6 separate regions of the Mus musculus genome follow, and all the other regions are linked to region 2. Evidence: chromatin contacts called from public Hi-C and HiChIP or PLAC-seq data. All regions are on one chromosome and are shown on one strand. The core of a region is the stretch at or near the end of the contact, and the rest is flanking DNA. Distances in the headings are between cores, read along the strand shown. Region 1 overlaps Gm30159 (a long non-coding RNA gene). Region 2 has its middle 29 kb from the start of Gm41333. Region 3 has its middle 280 kb from the start of Gm41333. Region 4 overlaps Pvt1 (Pvt1 oncogene). Region 5 overlaps Pvt1 (Pvt1 oncogene). Region 6 has its middle 290 kb from the start of Pvt1.

Region 1 (3,720 bases), core at 498-2,997, 420 kb before region 2:
TACTGGATTCAGAATCACTATGGGAACAGACCACTTCATGTGACCATGGGGGAAAGGTCACATGAAGGTCCTGAAAGGTTTACAGAGAAACAACGTTGACCCAGTATATGGGTGACACCATTTAATGGCATAGGATCCAGGAGTGAGTAAAAGGGGAAAGTCTGTGGAACCCTGACCTTCTCTACTTTCTGACTGTCCACACAGCATAATTGGCTGCAAAATGTTCCTTATTTATTCTTTCTCCTCAGTTATAGACTGTACCCTTAAATTATAAGTCTTAATAAGCTCTCTCTTAAGTTACACATCTTTGTTATTTTGTCATGGTAATTAATACAGGTTCAACCCAGCATGTGTGCAATGTTTATAACGGCATGAGCATATTCTTCCTGTTCATCTTTGGCATTAACTGGATGATCTTCCACCCATTCATGTCTGCTTTCAACTTGACTATGGCCCAAGTTTGTTATAGTTGCTGAGACTTCACTTATTTTCCCTGTCTAATAACTTAACTTGATGCAGGATGTCTTCTATTTTCCTTGAGGGCAGAATATATACAAACAGTGATCTCTTCTTTCTATAAGAATCATATTTATTGGCATGACTGGGTTATTATAATAAAACTCCAATAATCTAAAGCATAGTTTCATGAAATGTTTATAAATAGCTATTAAATGTAAACACTGTACTAATTGCTGAAATCATAGTCCTTAAACACATGTATTCATTTTCCCACTTCAGATCTCTCAGACAATCGGAGCCAATTAAAAACCTAAACCAAATTAGGAGCTTTCAAGTGACAGAGATTTGCATGTGACTTGCCCTCCACATCATAAACACTTTTCAGGCTCTAAATATGTGCAGTCTGTGCAAGTATGGTGACCATAGCATCTCTGAGCCCTAATTTCATTTATAAAGCAAATACAAATCTAACTATCCCTAAAGTCATTTGGATTAAGTTATAGTTTCTATGAAGTTCTTGGCTGTTATCAAATCCTCAACAAACAACCCCTTTTTGAATTTCCACTCCCCAACACTTGGCCTACTCATCCTAGCTTCCTGAGTTTCAGTTACATCAGAAAATGAGAGGAGCTCATAAATGAGGAAAACCTCTACACTTTTATCTCATCTGATTTTTACCTATCAAGAATAATTCATAGTTCTACTAATCCATGTTTTTCTAAAGTGAACCCAAAGTTCTTGTATAAATCAACCCTAACCAAAAGCAAAACAGAATAAACAAAGAGAGAAGAACAAAAACAGAACAAAACAAAAGTATAGATTCCCTCCTGATTACAAAGATCCCATGCTCCAAGCTCATCACTGTCTGGGTCACTGTGATTCCTGTTACTAAGGCTACAGAGTCTGTTTACAAGAGGAGCACATCTTTAGCGATTTTAAAAAATAAAATGTAGGGACAGACTGTACTTCACTGAGGGGAGAAAAAACCCACAAGTGCATCTGGGAAGGCTTCGTCTGACAGACCCTTTAATTTCAATAACAGTATCATCTGGAAGTGCAGCAAAAGGGGACTTAATTTCATATTTGGCTTGAAGATGAAAATCTCCACTTTCTTTCATTTGCTAAGAATCCCAGTGCAGCAAAGTATATTTGTAAGAAGAGCCAAGAAGACACAAGGGGTTCTTTTTTTTTTTTTTTTTTCCTCTTGAGTCTTCTGTAGATTTGGATTCATGGGAGTGCAGGAAGGGAAGAACACTTACCAGAGAGCTCTTAGAAACACCCAGATGTGCCTGTAGGAATTCCTGGTCTTGGAGTAATGGGATAGTGAGGCTTGTCCACATGAATAGAGGTTAGATCTAGAATGAGATCCAAGGTTAAAGGTTTATATCAGTGATACAATTATTTGGCACAGATAGCGAACAACAACAAACAAGCTGGAAATCAAAGTCGCTACCCCATGTGGACAGATCTCCTTTCCCATAAGAGTGGGAAGTATTGCTTCACACACTGTCAGGGGGTCTATATCGCCAGGGAAGCAAACTCAACTTCTGCCTTTTCCCTCCCACCCAAGAACTTACGTCTGCTTTTAGTTTATGAGTTAAACGACTTTTTACTTTCCACCTGGTCATCATGGGCTGCTCATATCTGGTTACATCATCTCCATATAGACAGAAGTACTGGAAAGTATGCAAAGAGAAAAAATGAGGCTTTACAAAACATGGCATATAGAAAAACTATAATTTGTGTGAAGGAATATTGCTCATCTAGAACCAGGAAACTTGAAGAAAGCAACATTAAGTAAACAGAAACTACAGGAGTTTGTCCCCAGAAAACCTGTATTATAGAAAGAATGAAAATATTTCTGCCAGAGGAGAAGAATACAGATAGAAATTTGCATCTTCAAGATGGAATGAAGGGTTAGTTGAAGTAGCAAAGATTTGAGTTAAAAATATAGTTTCCTCCAAAATATTTGATTTACTAATGACTATTTAAGGCAAATTTATACCATGGTATAAAAATGGTAATGACCAGTACAAAAATCCAAAGGCAATGGGAAGTAGGAGTAGGTGGTTATAAGATCTCTATGTAATGAACGTAATGAACAAGTGGAAGTGGGCCTTACATTCTTTTTCCCACTCTTAGGGCTCTTTTCCTTTTGTTGGGTTGCTTTGTCTTGCACTTACAAAAGAAAGTTCATTCCCAGATTTATACTCCCAACTTAATAACAGCCTAAATTATTTTCCAAAGCAAGTTATAGACAGCAAAAACTGTCTTCTGACTTAACTACATCATCCTCAAGTCACAAATTCTGATCATTTTATTTATCCAGCTGATGCCAAATACTGATCATGAGATGCAGAACTGTGAATGAGAATTTGAGGTTTACATCTTCTTGTTTTAGAGACATGCTCTCTCATTAAACTTGAAGGTCTCTACTTGGTTAGACGGGCTGACCAGTATGCCACAGGGGTTTTCCTGTCTCTACCTTCCAAGCATTGGAATTAGATGCACACACAGCCACATACAACTTTTATTGTTATATGGGTGCCAGGGATCCAAAATTAGGTAAGCAAGGAAAGGTTTACTGAGTTCCCATCTGTTAGTTTTTGAGATATGTAGTCCATGCTGACTTTGCGTTTTTAGTCCTCCTGACTATACCTCTTGCTGGATGAACATCTGTCACCACTGTTCTCAATTCTCAATTTTTGTTAATACCAGCTGCAAACATTTGGAAAGTAAGCTGAAAACATCAGTTCCATTTACAATACAGTTCACCTGACTCCATGGTTTTTAAACTTTTGTTCATGAAAGTCTTAAATCTTCAACATGTTGCCTCTAAGAGGCCTCAGTACATTTCTTCTCTCCAGGATCTCATTCCAAATATACACAAGAGAGGGTTTTGAGCCACAACTATTCTGCTCCATGCCACAGTCTTTCTGAACCAAATGTACATGGCTGGTAGTACATACAGCCATGGTATCTGTTATACTTTTTTTGTTTTGTTTTGTTTTTGGGGGGGGGGTGTTGTGTAAAGAAGAAATTTAAAGAAGGTGCTAATAGGAAAATCTGATACCAACAAGCACATGTGACAAAAGAAGAGACTTTGAAGTTGTATTTGCTGCTGAGGTTTTAAATCTCTTAAATACTGACTCTAATGTTTAACACTTCAAACTAAAAGTCTAGGTAGATGCATGTACTGTGGACTAAAGAAAGGTCAACAATGATTCTTTACTGAGGGGTGTGTGTGTGTGTGTGTGTGTG
Region 2 (3,360 bases), core at 55-2,554:
TTCTATTGGAATTTGGAACAACTAGAAAACCAGTGATGCTGAATTATCTCAACCCTACCACCAAAGAAACATCGCAGGAAACGTGCACAAAACAAAACAGCTTCCTTTTAGGCTCACATCTCCTCCTGGCAGTGGGTACATCAAACGCTAGCGAGCCCTTTGTCCTGGTGCCCCCACTAGATTTTTCTCTTCAATCGATTTGACTTTGGGAGAAACAAAGGTCTTTAAGTATAAAAGTGAGTGACAGAGAATAGGACACATCACTATCCCTCTTGTTACAGCATGGAGGTTTAGTATTATAAGCTCATAAGGATTTTAGAAGTACTCTTTACACACCTTTTGCTTGATAGCTCTGGAAACTGAAACCAGATCAAACAGAAATTTAATTTCTTATTTTTTTCTGCCCATTTCTCTACACATTGACACAAACATACACATTACACATGCACATAAACACCCAGTGTCCCCCTAGCCCCCCCTCTCTCCCTCCCTCCCTCCCTCCTTCTCTGTTTCTTTCTTTCTCCCACTGAATCTTTAAATTCAACCAAGTAAGTAAACCACAAGTATCAAGAATGCAAACATCTTATGAGAGATGCAATGATCTTCATGTTAAAATCTGATGGGCTGTCACATTAAAATATAGCAAAGTGAATAGAAAAGAGGACCAGGAGTCCACCTGATGTAGCTCTAAGGATGTTTTCATGCCCATCCACTGAGTGAACCTATATAACTTAGTTAATGCCTTTGGGTCCCATTTTCATCTCCTAAAGGAAGAGTTTTAATTGTGCCTCACAGTATTGCTGATGGGTTCACACCAGATTCTAGGTGTGAAAGTGCTTGCGCTCCATCTACATGTAAGAAAACACACAACAGAAGTGTCTTTGGGCACACAAGGTGAGGCTCAGAAACCCCCAAAAGATGAAGTGTTGCTAAGTGCTCCAGTGAACTAAAGCTAAGTAAACAGTCAGAAACCATCAAACCTTCAACAACAAACCGATATTTGGGCTAACCACACCCAACTCCTACAGCAGCTTGCAAGGTACATACAAGGAAAAATACCATAACTTTGTGGATTTCTGGGTGGGAGAAACATATCTAGGAACACAAAATGACAAGCTACTAGGCTTCAGGAAGTAGCAGGTGTCCCCAGGGAACATCAAATATGAGTCAACACACCTCTTCTGGTTCCTAAGTTTAACTGCAGGCCTTTGGAAATAGAGAGGCCATTCCTAAGGCTTATGAGGAACCACAAGACCTGCTTTCTCGTGTGTGCAGCCTGAGACTCTGAGCCATTGTCCCATGGGAGGCCACTGGCAGCCTCAGACAGAGCAAGCTGAGTTGGGATGAGCCATGATACTGAGTTCCAGTAAAACCCACAGAATGTTCTGAACTTATGACTAAGTCTGAGCAACATAAACAAGCTCCAAAAACCACCTCAAGAAGGGTGGCTTTGGTGGTGTGGCCTGGTAATCTCTTTTCTCAAAGGAAGGAAGGAAGGAAAGAAGAAGAAAAGGAGAGAGAGACAAGAGTCAGAGAGACCTAGAGAGATAGAGATAGGGGCACAGAGAGGCACACAGAGACAGAGAAGAAAAGGTCTTGTTTAAAAGAACCAAGATATTCTACTTTACAGTTTTCATTTTTTGATAGTGACGTATCTAGCCCCCCCACTTTTTTGATGCTAATCTCTCTGTTTTGAGCTCTCACAGGAAAGTAGTTAGCTGTGAGTGCTGGAGCCCAGGGCATCCTCAGGACCACCATGGGGCCTGGGTGGGGTTGAACAGATGGTGTGCTTGCCTGCTACTCCCTTGAGTCAGCCAGAACAGCTTCCTCTTTTATTGATTTTATTTTATTGGCCTTCCTCACACTTTATTGGAGAAATACGTGTATAACAAGCTCCTGCTGTTTTTCAAAGGAAGAAAGTATAAAAGCAGAATAAATAATGATATTAGCTCTGAAGTAGCAAGAACTAGTGGGTACTTGTTGAATGTGTGCCAGGTACTGCTTTCAATTTAAAATCCTCACATGACCCCAGAAGTGAATGCTCTCATCAGTACCCTCCTAGAGAAGGGCAGAATAAGATACAGAGAATTTGAATGACTCTACTTATGTGAGTAAGCCAATCATTAGCTCAGAATATAGTTCCTACCAGCAGGATTGATGTCTGCCCATGTGTTCTTATCTGATACAGTTTATTGACTCCTTCACCAAGGCTTGACTTGTGTTTCTATTCTCAAAGTAGACCCAAGGCTGTTGCCTGACTTCCCCTTTCTATCCATGGTCTGCACAATGTTCGGCCTACATTCAGATACTGTTCCTTCAGTAGAGTTTCCCCTGGATACTTCATTGAGAAGGAGGCTTCTTCTGGTCAGTCTGCCTCTCCTTTACTTTGCTCCATTTTTATTCTTAGCATTAAAAAAAAAAACTGATCTGCAAAATCTATGGGCTCTGTGTGGTCTTTGGTCTATGGACCTTCTTAGCTCCTGAGATCAGTGACTTTCTCAGTTCCCCAGATCACTGTCCATCCCTAACAACTGAATTACAACAAAGGCTTGAGGAAATAAACATGTAAGAGAGTATAACAGTTGTCAAGGAAAGAATAAAGAAAGATATGTGGCAAGGAAGATCACTTGGTACTGACTGGAAAACCCAGAATGAGAGGTCTAATAACTTAAGACTAGAATCATGTGATGTGGAATGAGACGACAGATGATGCTTCATTTATTCTTTTGTTTTTGAGATAAGGGTCTCAGATTCACAATGTTTTTGTAAGGATTAGGTGAAGCAGGATGCACCTGTAAATAGATCTTTGTTGATGGCTTCCTACATTTTCTACTCTAGACCTGGTTCTGGAGATATAGCAAGCGTATAAGAGGAATGTGTGCTGAGTTAAACCAAGTCGAGAGTGGCTAAACTGCTATGGGGAAAGCACAGAAACAGGTGCAAAGAAATGAGCATCCATTTGGTCATGTGACTATGGCTCTGGCCATAACGTCTCACCTTGTGTACCTTTTCAGTCTTTATTTCTGTCTGGATAAAATAAGGTAGGGCAATATTTGGTAGGCATTATTTTTTATCTCTGAGATCTTTTAAGACCAAACCTAGCATTACACAGTTGATCTGCTTTCTCTCACATTTCTGAAAGCAAACTACCCAACCCTCCTTATTGCCAGGGACTAACTATTCTGTTTACTATTTGGTTCCTAGGGTCCAGCCCAAATAAAAATTCTGAGTATATCTCAGATTAGAAAATTACTCTGGCTGGCTGGACAAGAAATGCTTATATATACAATAGGCAGTCAAATCATTATCTTATCTGGATCTCTATGGGTCGTTCTGGGTAGATGAGCCTCTTGACTCACT
Region 3 (3,637 bases), core at 318-2,817, 310 kb after region 2:
GAAACAGATGTAATCCAGAAGGTTGGACCAAGTTTCACATGCCTCAGTTTCTTCTTCTTTAATATGCATATGTGCATGCCCCCTGCATATTGTTATGCTTTGACAACTCATACGACAGAGCCCTCAACAGTAGCAAAGGTTGAATAAAGGTTGGTGTCTCACCCATCATCACAGTTTGTTCAGTAAGAGTGTTAGAACTTCAGGCCAGCTGTGCCTTTCCACCTTGTTTCAAGACCAACTTCTGAACTCATGGGGTGGGGGGTGTAAGATAAATGAGGGTAGTGTATTTTTTAGATTTGGATAAGGAAATAATTTGGCAAAGGTCAGCTAGCTAAGAGCAAAAACTATGAACTATCTGGCCCACTGACCAGATTTTTGTCAATAAAACATTTTTAAGTAAACATGTTTTTTACAGCTTGAACTAATTTTATTTGCAAAAATGAACAAGTGGATAAAAGTCTTCATTTGCCCTATTGCTATAAAGTTTCACTAAAACACAGTTATACTCATTGATTTGCAAAAGGCTTTTGTACAAAGGCAGAGTACAATACCTAGGGCACAGAACATATGACCACAGCTAAAGTATATACCTACTCTCTGCCTCTGAGGATAAACTTTGCCAGCACTTGGTTTAAGATGCACATTGATTTATACATACATATGTTTGTACATACATACTTACATACATACACACAAATGCACACATATATTTGCATATATACATATAAGCATATGTATATGTATACAACTCAATAGAAAATGGACTCATGCACCTTCCTCCATGGATCTCCAAGGTGACAAAGCATCAATTGCATGATCACTTGAAGGAAGGTGACCCATATGCTACACACTTGCAACAGCGGGGAATCCAGCTAAGTTCTTCTCACCCTCCTTTTTAACTGGTGATTGTTGGCAAGTTTCACAAAACCAGAACATGGTTATCAAGTGGCAAGAATTGGGAAATTTAATTGGTTTCCCAATGATTAATAGTTGTTAGATGGTTAACCCTGTGGAACCGAAATGACTCACCAGCATCCTTGACTTACTGCTCTTGGTTTCATTAGCCTCGTTCCCCCCTTGCTGTGGTCCCCCTAGGAGGCCTTTGCTGAGCTCCTAGTATGTGTCTGGGGAAGCCACCAACTCCTGATGGCCCTAAAGGCCTCTTTCCTTTTTCTCATTTCTTTTTCTGTGGTGTCAGAGATAGAACACGGGGCCTCTCAAATGCTAGGCACACACTCTACTCTGAGCTCAGTCTTTGAGTTCTCTTTAGACAGGAGGTTACTATGTAGCCCAGATAAGCATAAAAGTTGTAGACCAAGCTAGACTTGGGCTTGAAATATCCTAATTGCCATGTAAGTGATACTGGGGTGCTTCTCTCTGTCTCTGTCTGTCTCTTTCTGTGTGTCTCTATCTCTCTGTCTTTCTGTCTCTCTGTCTGTTTGTGAATGAGTGTGTGTGTTTGTGTGTGTCTCAGCAGCTGAATAAAACACTCCTAGTTCCTGCTATGCTTCACACTCCGGGGTTCAACATTGAAGCTACTGATTGTGGTGATAACAGCAAGGAGGTACTAAAAGGACTGCCTCAGAACAATGCTCTTCATTCAGCTGGGTGGTTCACAGTCTGAATGTGAAGAAACTGGGCTCTCTGCATATTTCAAGAAGAAAGGACCTTAATACAGGAAACTAAAAGCACAACTGTTGTATAGGCTCATAATGACAAGGGACTCTGAAATGGCAGGAACTCAGGAAGCAGTGTGGACACAGATAAACCTCAACATGGGCAAAAAGAAGCAAATGGCAACATCCCATACCTCCTGCATGTGCTCCACTACAGCTACTAAGAATAGAGGCCATTGTTTCTTCACGACTTTCTAGTGAAAGTTGAGGAAATCTGGCCCAGAGGCAGAGTTCTCACATACAGGCAAGAACATAGGCAGAAGGAAGGAAGGGGTGTTGTTGGTTGGTACTCCAACATACTGAGAAATCTGAGAAGACTTCCCAAAGAATGTGGTGCAGAAGGCACAGTTTTGAAAACTTGAGGTCAGCCAAGCCTTGACTTGGTCAGTGATTCATCAGAGGAGTTTCCCTTTCTAGACTGCAGGATCCCAAAGTACGGAAGTGCACCCTTCCCGAGAAGAACTGCTCTTATGCAACTAAATGAAGAGGGAGCCATAAATAGCTTGGTTTGTTTCCTTCCTGGGGAAAGAGATGTAGAAGTTAGTTATTAAAGGAAAAATCAATAACCATCGTCATTGAAACTGTAAGTATAGAAGGGGCTTCTCTCCCAATATACTGTACAGGTAGTTGGGAATTGTGTTAAGAAAAGATTGTTCAAGGTAGGAAAGCCTGTTAATTACAATGACAGCAGAGCACTGAATAGAGATGAGATCCCTAGGTCCTCTCTGGATATAAGCACCACCTCCCTTTTCGGTCCCAGTTTCTTTCTTTCCAGAAATACATCAGGAACAAACTCTCCAGAGAACCATTCCATTGACAGCTTACCTAGCACACAGGCCTCCGAGTTTAGATAGATTTAGCTCATTGTTCTTTGAAAACAAGGACCTAGCAGTGACAAGTACCTCCCACATCTCTTGCTAAGAGCTCTGGACAGCCCTGCCTTTGAATTCTGCAAGAGTCTTTGAGCTAAGTCTTTTACCCACATCTTCCTCATGAGGAAGCATGAACTAGGAAGGGTAGACTCGAACATCTGCTGCTGCATACCAAAGCTCAAGCCCAGAGGTGAGGAATAATTGAAGAAAGGAAAGTCCCTTATTGTATCTCTATTATAAGGTAACTGAATTCTAGTGGGTGTTTCTCAGTCACCTTACAGAATCATGAGGAACATTGAGTTGCTCTGTGGCTGTTTTTCCTACCTTTTATACCATGACCAAATAGGCAATAGTGGTGGCTCACCTTTCCCAAGAAGAGTAGACATCTTTGAGATTCCACAGTTACCTCCCAAACTCCATCTGCATTATTGTCTCAGAAGTATAGATTTAAACATTTAGTTGGTTCTTATAGACTAAAATTCACATGGCTTTCAAAGTTTTTGTTGTTGTTGTTGTTGTTGTTGTTGTTGTTGTTGTTGTTGTTGTTGTTGTTGTTGTTGCTGTTGCTGCTGCTGCTGCTGCTGTTACTGCTGCTGCTGCTGGGGGGGGGGCTGTTGTTGTTGATAATGATGATGTTGTTGTTTTTATTTTTCAGATATAACTTACCTTCCAGGGCTTTCTTCCTTGTTAGTTTTTATATTCTTCAACTTTCATTATGTATTAGAAAAATGCTCATCTTAGTGAACAGAACCTAGAGATACACCTCAAAAATAAAGCTACGAACACATTACAAAGACATGACCCTTGCTTCTTCCATTGGACAATGAGTTTATCACATTCTTTTTCCCTATCATGCCCCGTCTTACCTTGCATTTGTTACTAGTTCTGTGACGTTCCAGATCATTTTCACATTAAGATTTGAAACATTATAAACACTGTTTTCTCCATGACGTTGGAGATTTAATTCCGTTCTCTAATTGAAACAGTGACTTTAAGATTGTGTTCCTCCTCAGTGCTTAGTGTAACTTTTTACTGGCCCCTCTCATTTGGACTATTCTTATGTCTACTCTTTGGACAGCATAGATAAGT
Region 4 (3,701 bases), core at 164-2,663, 480 kb after region 2:
GCCTGATCGTGGGCCTTTTATACAAGTCACATTCCCAAAGCATGGAGTCAACCAGGTCCATGATGGTACCCCATCTGCAGTGAGCTTTTCCTCAGAACAGGTCTCGGGGTCTGCATAAACTCTTTTCCTTCAGAAAGCCATGGCCTTGAAATTGAGACCCTCAAAACTAGTCATGGGAGAGATAGAAAGATCTGACATCACTTCATCCTGCTATAGACAAAGAAACTGAGGCTTTAAGGGGACCACTTGGCAAGTAACACAGGGATGGCACGTTCTGTGTAGACCTTCTGTGTAGATACTGTCTGAATTAGGAAAGTACCAGCAGTGTGTCAGAGGGAGAACAAACTCCAGGTCTGTCCTCCCGATAGAAGCTGAGCATTTCACAGTTCAGTCACCCTGTGGATGCATCCATACAACTCAACTTCCAGGACAGAGCACAAGGCACAGAGCCTCTAGGAAGCTGACTTGGGAGGAGCATAGAAGCGTTCCAACAGCTTGGTTTTAGTAGGAACAGAGATACCCTACCCTACAGAGCCATTGCATAGAAAGCCAGGCTTTGTCCATGCAGCAGGGGATTGCCTGTGCTCCTAGAAAGGGGAGCCTGACACAGGCTGGGGCTCCGCCTCCACCCAATGTTGGCCTGCACCATTATGAGGTTCCCCTCTTCCTTTCTCACTCCCCTCTGCCTAGTCGCTATCAGAGCATCCACATGCAAAAATCTCTAAAGGACCCACTTCTGACAAGGCAAGCCTAGCAGGCCTGGTTGTCATAAGAGATGAAGGCCAGCTGATGCCTGCAACAGCATCAGCTGTCCACTCCTAGGCATCAAGCCCTTCCCACCACCCACCGTGCCAGCCCAGGACATAGAGGTCTGGCAGCCATTGAAAAGAAAAGCTCCTATCTCTGACTCCTCAGCCTCTGATAAGAAATGTCATCCCTTGCTGGGTAATATTACTCTGCTAGATAAGGATCTCTATCTCCTCCAACATATGGCTCACTACAGAACACAGGGTCTGCTGGAGCAGGATAATTTATGCGCTTAAGCTGCAAACCCTGGGCAGTTTGAGAAGTGCATCGAACAGAACAAGAGTCAAATTATAACCTCTTCTGACCTGGCCTTGGGATTCCTCCCTGAGAAATGACAGCAACCTCCTCTACTCTACACACAATAAGCACTTTCACCCTCCTGCTGTCTCTAAAGGGCATTTGCACCAGCGTTATCAAGGCTCATCCTCACCAGGACCTCCAAAGCCGCACTTAAGTCTTCTTTTGCAGATCAGGAAATTGAGATTCAACAAGGGTGAGTAACACAGCCAAGGTCACCCAGGCAGCCGTACCCAGAGCACAGACTCAAACCCCAACAGATCTGACTCACCAGCACACTGTCAGATGGGGAGGCTGATCCAAGCCTCTGGGTTGTCTCTGCTCCAACAACTAAATCAATTAAGTCAGATCTGCCCAGGCTTAACTGGCAATGTCAGCTCCACACTGTAATCTCAAAGGTCCATTTCGATCATTCACCGCTCCTGATTTCTCTGAAGCCTGGGAAGGATGAGGAAGCCTTGTTGAGTCAAGATACTCAAGGAGAGGAAGGGGGCAGGGATGGGACCAGAAGAGGGAGAGAGGAGAGTGGGACTTAGATACTGGCTTCATGCACTCAAGGAGTAGAAGGTAGAAAGAAATTGCGGGAAAATTCTCTCTTCTCTATTGATTCATTCATTCGTTCATTCATTTGTTCATTCATTCGTATCCCTGGACAATCCATTACATGTCCATTCTGGCTTGGCCCTGGTAATCTCACTGTATCTGTAAGCAGTGCTAGACTAGACTTCATGAAAGACTGACAGGTCAGCGAAGAGACAGAGATAACAGAACATGACAGGGGTACCGTGTCTGCAGTAGATTGAATGGCTGATGTGGGGGACCGTGGCTGTGTGTTAAGGAGGAGATGGAAGTGAACCTCACACTCTGCTATTTTATACCCTCCTTTAAAAAAGCCAAGTCATCATGGCTAAGATTGGTGCTATTCTTTAGAGTGATTATTTCAACCATGTTCTGCATTGCCTCCAAGATCCATTAGTAACTACAATTGAACAATTTTAATTGACAAATAAAAATTACACATATTTATGGTATATATAATTGGTATATGGTATATATAATATGGCATATTTTATATATATATGCACATTGTAGAAGTCTAAATTCAACTAATTAATATGTGCATAAGTCATATACTTTTCTTTCCAGCTGACTCTTTTAAATAGCTATATAGCATTTCATTTTATAAAGATGTCCCAATTCAATAACCACAGCTAATAAAACTGAAGAGAGAAGTTACCCAGCCCTTCGCTAGGCAATCTCTAGGAGCTACTTCAGCTCCTTAGGGTGGCCGTACCTAAGACATCTTTCAGATATCCTTCAGATACATGAAGGATACAAGATGCGGTTAATTAATAACAGACTCAAAACCATCCTGAGTTATCACATTTGTAGAATCTCTCTTTGGTCCACTTGAAAGTGAGGAAAGTAAGAAAGGAGAAATAAATTTAGTGTTGTGGGTGGGCCACTTATGGAAAAAAGGACTAAGATGGGTCAGGGTGGATGGCTGGTTCTAATTTCAGTCTCTTTTACTACTGTCATGTGACCTTGATGTCATTGGGGACCTCAGCTTATCCCACGGCAGAGTGGAATAGGAATGGACCTGTCAGACAACGTCCATATTTGAGATTAAGCTGTATGTTTGATAGTCACACTGAGGAGTTATGGAAGCTATTATCTAGGCCTCCTGCAACTGCAGAGAGTGAAGGAGACTCAGGTGCACTCTTCCATGAATTTTTACACAGGGGAAAAGAGATCAAGGAGCAGTCATGCCGGCTACATGAAAGTTTTCCTCAGGCCCACCGCACGGGTGTCAGCAAGGGGACCAGGTGGGGCCAGAGATAGGGCAGGAGCTCAGGGTGTGACAGAGGGCTGCCCAGAGAGGCATTCAGATAGGCTATGCTATCTGTGAACAATAGAACCGTTGTCCTGGACCCGAATCTGACAAGAGGGGATAAGACCCCCGGAAACACAAGCCCAGATAACTAGCCAGGGTGGCCTCTCAACACCATCCCCAGCCTGTCTGTTATTTCATTTATGCCATTCATTCATGCACCCTACAGTGTGTATCAAGCACATACCCAGAATTGTATTAGAAGGTGGAGATATGGTGATGAGTGAGACTCTTGGCCCCACTGTCAGGAAGCACAAAGATAAGAATGACTAGTAAGGACCCGTTAGCCTGAGTGTCCCAGAATACAATACCAGAACACATCCTCCTACTTTCAGAAAAAGGTCCAAACTAATGATGGGATGGGACAGGAAGGATGGAGCGGTGACTAGCCAGTAATGGTCCTAGAAGTCCACAGGAGGCAGAAGAGGACCCAGTGGCTCAATGGCTCACTACCTGTCTTAATGGCTCTCCTCTATACCCCACAGCCAGCAGCAAAAGCCAGTGCCAAGGGACCCCTTCTGGGATCTTCCCTTGTCTAGTTAGACATAGCACCTGGAGGCAGGTCCTTTAGACTTGGCCTGATATGCCAGCATCTATATGGGCTGCAGCTTTCATGGATGGATGGACAGATGCAAGGTAAGGAGGGAGAGAAATCGAGTAGTTCAAGAGTTTAGGATGAGGGAAAAAGAAATTCTATGACCTGAGT
Region 5 (3,702 bases), core at 678-3,177, 440 kb after region 2:
CTTATTCCAAACTCTAATAGGGACTGAAAAATGCAGGATCAGGAAACTGCAAGAGAGGAAATGGAGAAGACCTTCAGTATCTGAGGCCATAAGACACTGAGCAGAAGCACGGAAGAAGCAATTGGGGGACATTTGACAGAAGTCAGGCCTGACAAAGGAATGTTCCAAGTACTTGACTGCAGATAGGAGAGGGCAAACAAGGATCAAAGCTATGGATAGGAACAATCTGGAAGACAGACAAGGATTTGGGTCACAAGAAGTCAGTTTTCTTCCCATAGTGCTCCAACTGGGATTTTAGGTAGGTTGTCTCCCTGTTCTGATCCCTAGACTCCTCTAGGACTCAAAATAACAGCTCACAGCTTACCATCTCCAATCTCTGAATTCTAGTATCAGCTTCACTAACTTTAAGTTCCTGATGTTGCTGGCTAGGAAGAGTACTGTAAAGACAGGCCATGCCTTGGAACTCTTTCTAGAACACAATGCTCTTCTCTGTAGATTATCTCATTTTTCTCTGCCACATTGCACCAAAGCCCTTGGATTTCTGGGCTTCCACTCTTCTAAGCAAACCTTTGTTTGAGTGTTCCCAGTCCCAAGGCACACACACTGACCCTGCTCCAGTCCCTTCTTTAGACCATTCTCCACTCAGAAGCCACAGTGATTTTAAAATAAAAGCCTGGTGTCTCTCAAACCTGTGGGCCCACCTCCCCTTTCCCTGCATTGCCAGCTCCTTCAAACCTTGGCTTGACTATCCTGTCCCCAGAAAGAGACTCAGTTGAAGCCCATGCCAAGTGGATGTGTTCTGCTTTAATTCTCTTTCCCTTCATTGCTTATCTTTGTTCTTCTTAAACCCAAGTTAGTTATCTCCTTATGTTTCATCTGAAATTTGACTCGGATCTGTGTCCGCCACTGGCCACATGCTCAGCCGAGCAGAGCCTCATCCATCTTGTGTCATCGTGTCGATCACCAGAACCAAGCTGGTGGTGAACCAAGAGCAGGTGTCCAGGTGCTATTTAAATAAATGCACATTTGCATAAATATGTAAAATATTTAACAAGACTTTTTAAAGAAAGAGGAAAGGAAAAAGGAAGGAAGAAGAAAGAGAGGGAAGGAAAGGAGAAGGGAGAGGAAGAAGAAAATAAAGACAAAAGTTTAAAAGGAGGGAGGAAAGGGTAGGGAGGTGAGGGGGAAATGAGGAAAGAAGGAAGAAGGGAAGCAAGGAGAAAAAAGTAGAAAAGAAAGGAGGCTAATTTTGCTTATTTGAATATTCTTTAGTGATTATATGTCACTCTTTTTTTATTGGTTATTTTATGTATTTACATTTCAATTTTTATCCCCTCCCCAGCTTCCCCTCTGCAAACCTCCTATCTCATTCCCCCATCTCCCCTGCTTCTATGAGGGTGATCCCCCCACCCACCCACCCACTCCTGCCTCACTACCTTAGCATTCCCCTACGCTGGGGCATCGAACCTTTACAGGACTAAGGACCTCCCCTCCCATTGATGCTCTATGTCACTCTTGAAAAAAGAAAAAAAAAAAGACTGACATTCTGTTTCTGTGTATAGAGAAAACTGAAGGAGGCTTCAAGGTCAGTCGAGGTGACTATCAAAGGGGAAAGCGTTGAGTAAAGAAGGCTTCCAGCAGAGGAAGGCCTGGAAAAAGGTGGTCCCTGCAGGCTGGGAGGACATTTCTTCTGCTATGTGTTCACAGTGACCTGGACAGTATCCCAAGAGCCACCCCTTTCAGAGAGAGAATGACAACATTCTGCCAGGATTCTTGAGAAGATTTGCTTGGCGGTCTCTGAAAGAGGTCTCTTGGATTCTATTTCCTTCATTCCAAAGTGTCCCTGGAAGCTCTCTGCCTCAGAAGACCCAGGAGGAGCATGTGGCTCTGTGTCACCATGTGTTACCATATTTGGATGATCAGAGGGAGAGGGCCTGGGAGGACAGCCAAACTGCTCTTTTCTGGGTGGCCCTAAGTGAGTCACTTTACCTCAGAACTCTAGCTGCATGTAAACTGGAGTTCTGATTCTCTCTCCCCGTATACCTCTAAGAGGGCAAGGGTAAAGATATTGCTTTCTAGAAAGCAGCCACTCACAAACACCAGCAATACAAGTTCTGCGGGACTAGAATCAAGTGCAGGAGTTCATGCCTGTGCTAGGAGTAAAAACAAAACAAAACAACAGTGTTCTTGCTCACAGGTCCAGGACCTCTGAAGTTCCATGGCCAGGGCAGAAGCACAAGGGATCCTACTCTCAAGGACCTCTCATTGGAAGCTATTAGCCTACCGGCAAAAGTGTTCTCAGAGTAAGCCACCCTCTACACACTCAGAAACAGTTCTAGATCATTTACAATGGACCACAAATGAGACAGAGAAAGCTCACTGATCACCTGAAAATCTTGACTGGCCAACCAAGCTAAGCCTTGAGCTTGGCTCCTTCCCTGAGTCTCAGATATGGGGTTCTCAGTGAGTTCTGTAGGCTATAGATATCCCTGTGTAGTCTTGTGCTAGAGGTGGAGGAACTTGAGAGCTTATTATTCTCTGGATGGGGGAAAAAAGAAAAAGAAAATTGTCTAATAGCTATATTATGCTGTGACTCTGACCCATAGGATTGCTTGGCTAGCAACAGGACAAGCAGCCTCCAGGACCAGATCTCAAGGTACTTCACAGATGCTTCTTAGCCTAGGAAGATGTCCCTCACTAGGCCAGAAACAAGGTCCTACCTAATTAGCTCTCAGTGGTGGCTGTTGACCATTATAGAGATTAAGAGCACATAGCAGAGATCTTTTTAAACGTCTCACATCTAAACTATAGTAAAGATTCTAAATGTTATCTAACAACTCTGTTGTGCTCTGAGCAATAGACATCTCATGCTTCAGCCACCATGAGAACCAGATTAGTGGACATTGTTGTGGCCATTTTAATGATGGGGGAGTTGACTCCAAGAAGACCAAGGTGCCATTTGGGATGCTGGAAAAGAAGAGCACTCTGTATATTCTCTATTCTCTCCTGGACTCTGTCCTGGACTTCCTAGCATCCCAGCCTTTGAATCTATGAAGTAGACTCTACTGTGTTATGTCCATTTTAGTTCCCTGGCCCTCTTATAGGGCATAAGGTCAGTCCCTAAAGAAAAGGCCAGCAGTTAACAGGTGGGTTCAGTTTCTCTTTAGACAGAAATGAAAGTAACACCTTACAAGGGAGAACAGGGCCAGGACAGAGTTAAAAGGACAAAATAAAGTGACGATGAAACTCTAACTATCATAGAGAAAGCAAGCAAAATATGGACCTCAAGGTGACCAGCTCACTTCTGATTTCTGACTTATAATTGCCCCAAGCACCTGCGCAAGAAAAAACAAAATCCATGATCACTGTCAGACAAGGTGGCCTTGATATGTAAAACAGGAGCCCAATTTTTGTAACCAAGTGCCACATAGTTTTTATTTTAGGCTTCACGGCCATATCTCTCTCATGACTATTAAATTTACCAGTGCGGGAGCAAAGAAGCTCGACGACATCATATAAAACCGTGAACACCGCCATGTTCCAATAAAACTTTAATGCAAGCAGGAGGAGTTGTAATTAGTCAGATCCTGGTTTAGAACGGGCACAGGCAACTATCCAAGAAGATTGTGCCAGGAACTCCAAAGACTCTACTATCTCTTCCAAAACAAGTGTTTACCAGTCAATCGCCAGAGCCCAGGCCCT
Region 6 (3,252 bases), core at 71-2,570, 370 kb after region 2:
GTGTGTGTGTGTGTGTGTGTGTGTGAGAGAGAGAGAGAGAGAGAGAGAGAGAGACAGAGAGAGAGACAGAGAGAGAGACAGACAGACAGACAGACAGACAATCAGAAAGGCTGATGATATAATGGTATATTTGGGAAACTATTTAAGAACACATAGAGGCCTACAACCCTGAAAGGACATCTGTTTCAATCCCCTTACTTTATAGTTGAGAATATCAACACTATGTAAGAACAAGGGCACAAGAACTCCCTGCCTGAACTCCTCAGGGAGAGATTGACACCAGTAGGACCCCTGGTTTCTGATACCCACTTAGCTCCTTGCTTTTTCTGAGATTTCATTCCATGTCACAGGCAGGCTTTCGACTGCCCTTCCTCAAATCAAAGGAAATATCTGTTCCCCACCAAGCAGATTCTTGTGAAAGAAATCTTGTGAAAGCACCTCTCATCTGTTTTCCCTCTATCTGTGCATTGATGGAGGTCAAGTGAAGGTCAGGGAATGCCCCGATGACTGGACTTCTGGGTCTCCACACCCAAGAATGCAGCCAAGCTTCAAATAAATCAGACTGCGAGCAAGAATTCAGACGGGCTCCCCCAAGTTCCAGGCTTCCTTTTCCTGGTAGAAGTCATCAGCTGTCTTGTTGCTAGGAGACCAGTGGAGGTGGAAAGTAAAATAGCCATAGTTTTCTAACTTATCTGAAAATGCAGTTTGTCTTTGCTCCCTTGGGGGTTCAGCTTCCTTAAGAGCAGGCTATCACAGCCAGGCAGAGAGAGACCTTTCTTCCTTCCTTCCTCTCTTTCTTTCTTTCTTTCTTTCTTTCTTTCTTTCTTTCTTTCTTTCTTTCTTTCTTTCATGAAATGGATAGAGCTTTTCCTGGGCATAGAGTGTCATACAGCAGAGACCAGGGAGCTGCCAATTACTGATGCAATGTTTGGGAAAGAGTTGCTGAGCACACATGACTCAACAAAATATGACAATTTGCGTCCCTATCTCTTGGAAAGTTGTACTTATCAGAACCAATAAGAGCGGTGCGGTCAGTAAGCACACGGAGCTGTATTTATCATGAGGGAATTGAGTAGGAATTAAAGCCCCGAGGATTGTGAGTGGAGGAGATGATTTGAGTCACTATCTGTCCGGGACTTTCCTTTTCGGTGGCATTCCAATAGCACAGACCTCACCCTGGCAAACCATAGCATTGCTCAATATTAAAAACATTTGCCTGGAATGCAGGACATGTGAACTCAGACACCCCCTACAGCTTCACAGTGTGATCCCAGCATGCTGCATTCACTGTAAACACCACGGCTTTCAGGAGAACAAGGACAGTGCCCAGAGGTGACACAAACCACAGGCAGAGAGTGTGGCAACAAGAACCTTCCCAGCCTTCGCACAGCACTTAACACCACCCCACTGATGACCCTGGCAGAGATGGAAAGGGATCCCATGGGAGGAAACCAGTGCATTCTTTTACCCTTAGAAGAAAGTAAGAATGGAAACTGATTTCCTCTTTCTCTGGTGGTGTGCTTGGTTGTCTGAAGCAGAAAAGTATAACTGAAAGGAAGGAAGCAAGGAAGCAAGGAAGCAAGGAAGCAAGGAAGGAAGGAAGGAAGGAAGGGAGGAAGAGAGAGAGAGAGAGAGAGAGAGAGAGAGAGAGAGAGAGAGAGAGAGAGAGAAGAAAAGAAAAGAAAAGAAAAGAAAAGAAAAGAAAAGAAAAGAAAAGAAAAGAAAAGAAAAGAAAAGAAACGAAAAGAAAAGAAAAGAGAAAAGAGAAGGAAGGGAAGAAGGGAGAAAACAAGGAAGGAGGGAGAGAGGGAAGTAAGGGGCCACACAATTTACTCCCAACAAACGTTAGGAGAGTAAATAATGAGGTCATCAAACTCCCCATCCTTTTCTTGTCTAGGGATCCTCCCAGTTCAGCTGAGACAAAGTAGCAACCCTTGTTAAACTTGCTAAACTGTGAGTGAGAATATAACTCTGCATACTCTAAAGCCTATTTAATCTGTGCAGTGTCTGCCAGAGCTCAGGGGTTTGCCAGTGCAGGGCTAAAGGCAGACACAACATTTCTGACTGACTACAGCAGGTCACTGCCCACCCTGCCCCCACCACCACTTTCAAAGTCAGAAGAGAAACTCTCCTCACACACTGCTGACTGCTCAGGCCAGCTGTCAAAGACGATGTCCACTCTTTCACACAGGACAGCAATTAGCCAAAATCATCCCAAATTGCTGCCACTGAAAATCTCTAATTGCCCATCGGGGTTTGTGGTTTTGTCTACAAAGAGAGTCATACAGAAGGGGCAACTAAAGGGCTGTGCAATGAGGGTTTCTAGGCAAGCTTAAGCATGCGTCTTCCGAAGCAGAGGGTCAAGCTCAGGAAGACGAAAGACATAGAATGTAAAGGTGACCTTTATAGTCTCAAACTCTGGAGGAAGTAGAGAAGCATGAGGTCAGAAGACAGGCTCATAATCCCACTGACATTGGCAGATCCCAGCACAGTGTTGGTTGTAGACTATGTGACATAGTCACTATATTTAAGGAAGAATCAAAATGTGGCGTCAACAGAAGAAGTGTCACTTCTGGAGTTCACTCATACCCATCATATATGACCTTGGGTAAGTCAAGGCTTCCTCCTGGGACGATCTTGTCCTTCTTCTTAGATTTTCCATGTTGGGTTCCTCCCGTGTGAAATGCCTCTCCAGCATTTCCTAGGAAACTGTTATCCCCACTATTCTGCTTTGCTCCTGGTGATGGGATCACCAAAGAAACTCAGAGGAGGATGGTAGTATTCCAGCTTTCACTTCTAGGCCAGTGAACCAGTCAAGGCAGCAGGAACTTCTAAGCAGCTAGTCAAGGGCAGGAAGGGAATGAATACATGTATGATTGGTCAACTCAACTTCTCCGCTGCTAAACAGGCCTGGAACTAAAGCCAAGAAACGGTGCCATCTGCATGATTAGGCCCTAGGTTAATGTTGAGAGTCCTTCTTGATCACTCTCCACCTTATCTTTTGAGACAGAGTCTCTCAGTTGAGCCCATATCTGCCCTATGTGTGCTTACATGGATGTACTAAAATCTGTTCACCCAACTGTAGTATCTTGAAGCTCAGAAAACAAAGTTCAGGCTGCAGGGAAAGTTCAGGCTTGTAAACTGCTTGCCACGTGAATTCAAAGAGCTGAGTTCAAATCCCCAGAACCCAAGTAAAAAGCTGAGTGTTTGAACGTGTATATGTAATCTCAGTGCTACTATGACAAGATAGGC

Evidence for each region. HiChIP or PLAC-seq counts read pairs in DNA pulled down with a chosen protein or histone mark. Hi-C and Micro-C count contacts between places; a contact is called where the count stands out from the background.
Region 1: a contact with region 2 is called in a Hi-C map of uterus, with 7 times the contacts expected there. The contact joins two enhancer-like sites.
Region 3: a BATF HiChIP or PLAC-seq map of CD8 T cells shows a contact between it and region 2, with 9 read pairs. The contact joins two enhancer-like sites. A contact is called at or near these places in 1 of 484 Hi-C or Micro-C datasets (the N1E-115 cell line) and 1 of 115 datasets of contacts at active chromatin or transcription factors (CD8 T cells).
Region 4: a CTCF HiChIP or PLAC-seq map of the NIH/3T3 cell line shows a contact between it and region 2, with 5 read pairs. The contact joins two enhancer-like sites. A contact is called at or near these places in 1 of 15 datasets of contacts at CTCF or cohesin (the NIH/3T3 cell line) and 1 of 115 datasets of contacts at active chromatin or transcription factors (CD8 T cells).
Region 5: a CTCF HiChIP or PLAC-seq map of the NIH/3T3 cell line shows a contact between it and region 2, with 5 read pairs. The contact joins two enhancer-like sites. A contact is called at or near these places in 1 of 15 datasets of contacts at CTCF or cohesin (the NIH/3T3 cell line) and 1 of 484 Hi-C or Micro-C datasets (the C2C12 cell line).
Region 6: a FOXA1 HiChIP or PLAC-seq map of pancreatic cancer cells shows a contact between it and region 2. The contact joins two enhancer-like sites. A contact is called at or near these places in 1 of 15 datasets of contacts at CTCF or cohesin (the NIH/3T3 cell line), 8 of 484 Hi-C or Micro-C datasets (3T3-L1-derived adipocytes, the C2C12 cell line, adipose-derived mesenchymal stem cells and 3 more) and 2 of 115 datasets of contacts at active chromatin or transcription factors (embryonic fibroblasts and pancreatic cancer cells).

The regions. Positions count from the first base shown.
Region 1 is chr15:63,119,473-63,123,192 of GRCm38.p6, reverse strand. All of the region lies in intron 3 of Gm30159 (a long non-coding RNA gene), which reads left to right. Among named protein-coding and RNA genes, the nearest start is that of Gm30159, 24 kb to the left of the region's middle. Within about 2 kb of position 1,747, at least 3 of the 459 cell types and tissues checked have an H3K27ac peak or open chromatin away from gene starts, as enhancers often do. A contact at or near this core is called in uterus, where this site is marked.
Region 2 is chr15:62,696,740-62,700,099 of GRCm38.p6, reverse strand. No RefSeq gene overlaps it. Among named protein-coding and RNA genes, the nearest start is that of Gm41333, 29 kb to the right of the region's middle. Within about 2 kb of position 1,304, at least 72 of the 459 cell types and tissues checked have an H3K27ac peak or open chromatin away from gene starts, as enhancers often do. A contact at or near this core is called in the C2C12 cell line, CD8 T cells, the NIH/3T3 cell line and 5 more, where this site is marked.
Region 3 is chr15:62,390,986-62,394,622 of GRCm38.p6, reverse strand. No RefSeq gene overlaps it. Among named protein-coding and RNA genes, the nearest start is that of Gm41333, 280 kb to the left of the region's middle. Within about 2 kb of position 1,567, at least 86 of the 459 cell types and tissues checked have an H3K27ac peak or open chromatin away from gene starts, as enhancers often do. A contact at or near this core is called in CD8 T cells, where this site is marked.
Region 4 is chr15:62,220,578-62,224,278 of GRCm38.p6, reverse strand. All of the region lies in intron 2 of Pvt1 (Pvt1 oncogene), which reads right to left. Among named protein-coding and RNA genes, the nearest start is that of Pvt1, 180 kb to the right of the region's middle. Within about 2 kb of position 1,413, at least 62 of the 459 cell types and tissues checked have an H3K27ac peak or open chromatin away from gene starts, as enhancers often do. A contact at or near this core is called in CD8 T cells and the NIH/3T3 cell line, where this site is marked.
Region 5 is chr15:62,259,921-62,263,622 of GRCm38.p6, reverse strand. Pvt1 (Pvt1 oncogene) reads right to left here. Exons shown (of 5, transcript NR_132747.1): 5 at 3,408-3,702. Among named protein-coding and RNA genes, the nearest start is that of Pvt1, 220 kb to the right of the region's middle. Within about 2 kb of position 1,927, at least 79 of the 459 cell types and tissues checked have an H3K27ac peak or open chromatin away from gene starts, as enhancers often do. A contact at or near this core is called in the C2C12 cell line and the NIH/3T3 cell line, where this site is marked.
Region 6 is chr15:62,326,494-62,329,745 of GRCm38.p6, reverse strand. No RefSeq gene overlaps it. Among named protein-coding and RNA genes, the nearest start is that of Pvt1, 290 kb to the right of the region's middle. Within about 2 kb of position 1,320, at least 150 of the 459 cell types and tissues checked have an H3K27ac peak or open chromatin away from gene starts, as enhancers often do. A contact at or near this core is called in the C2C12 cell line, the NIH/3T3 cell line, adipose-derived mesenchymal stem cells and 3 more, where this site is marked.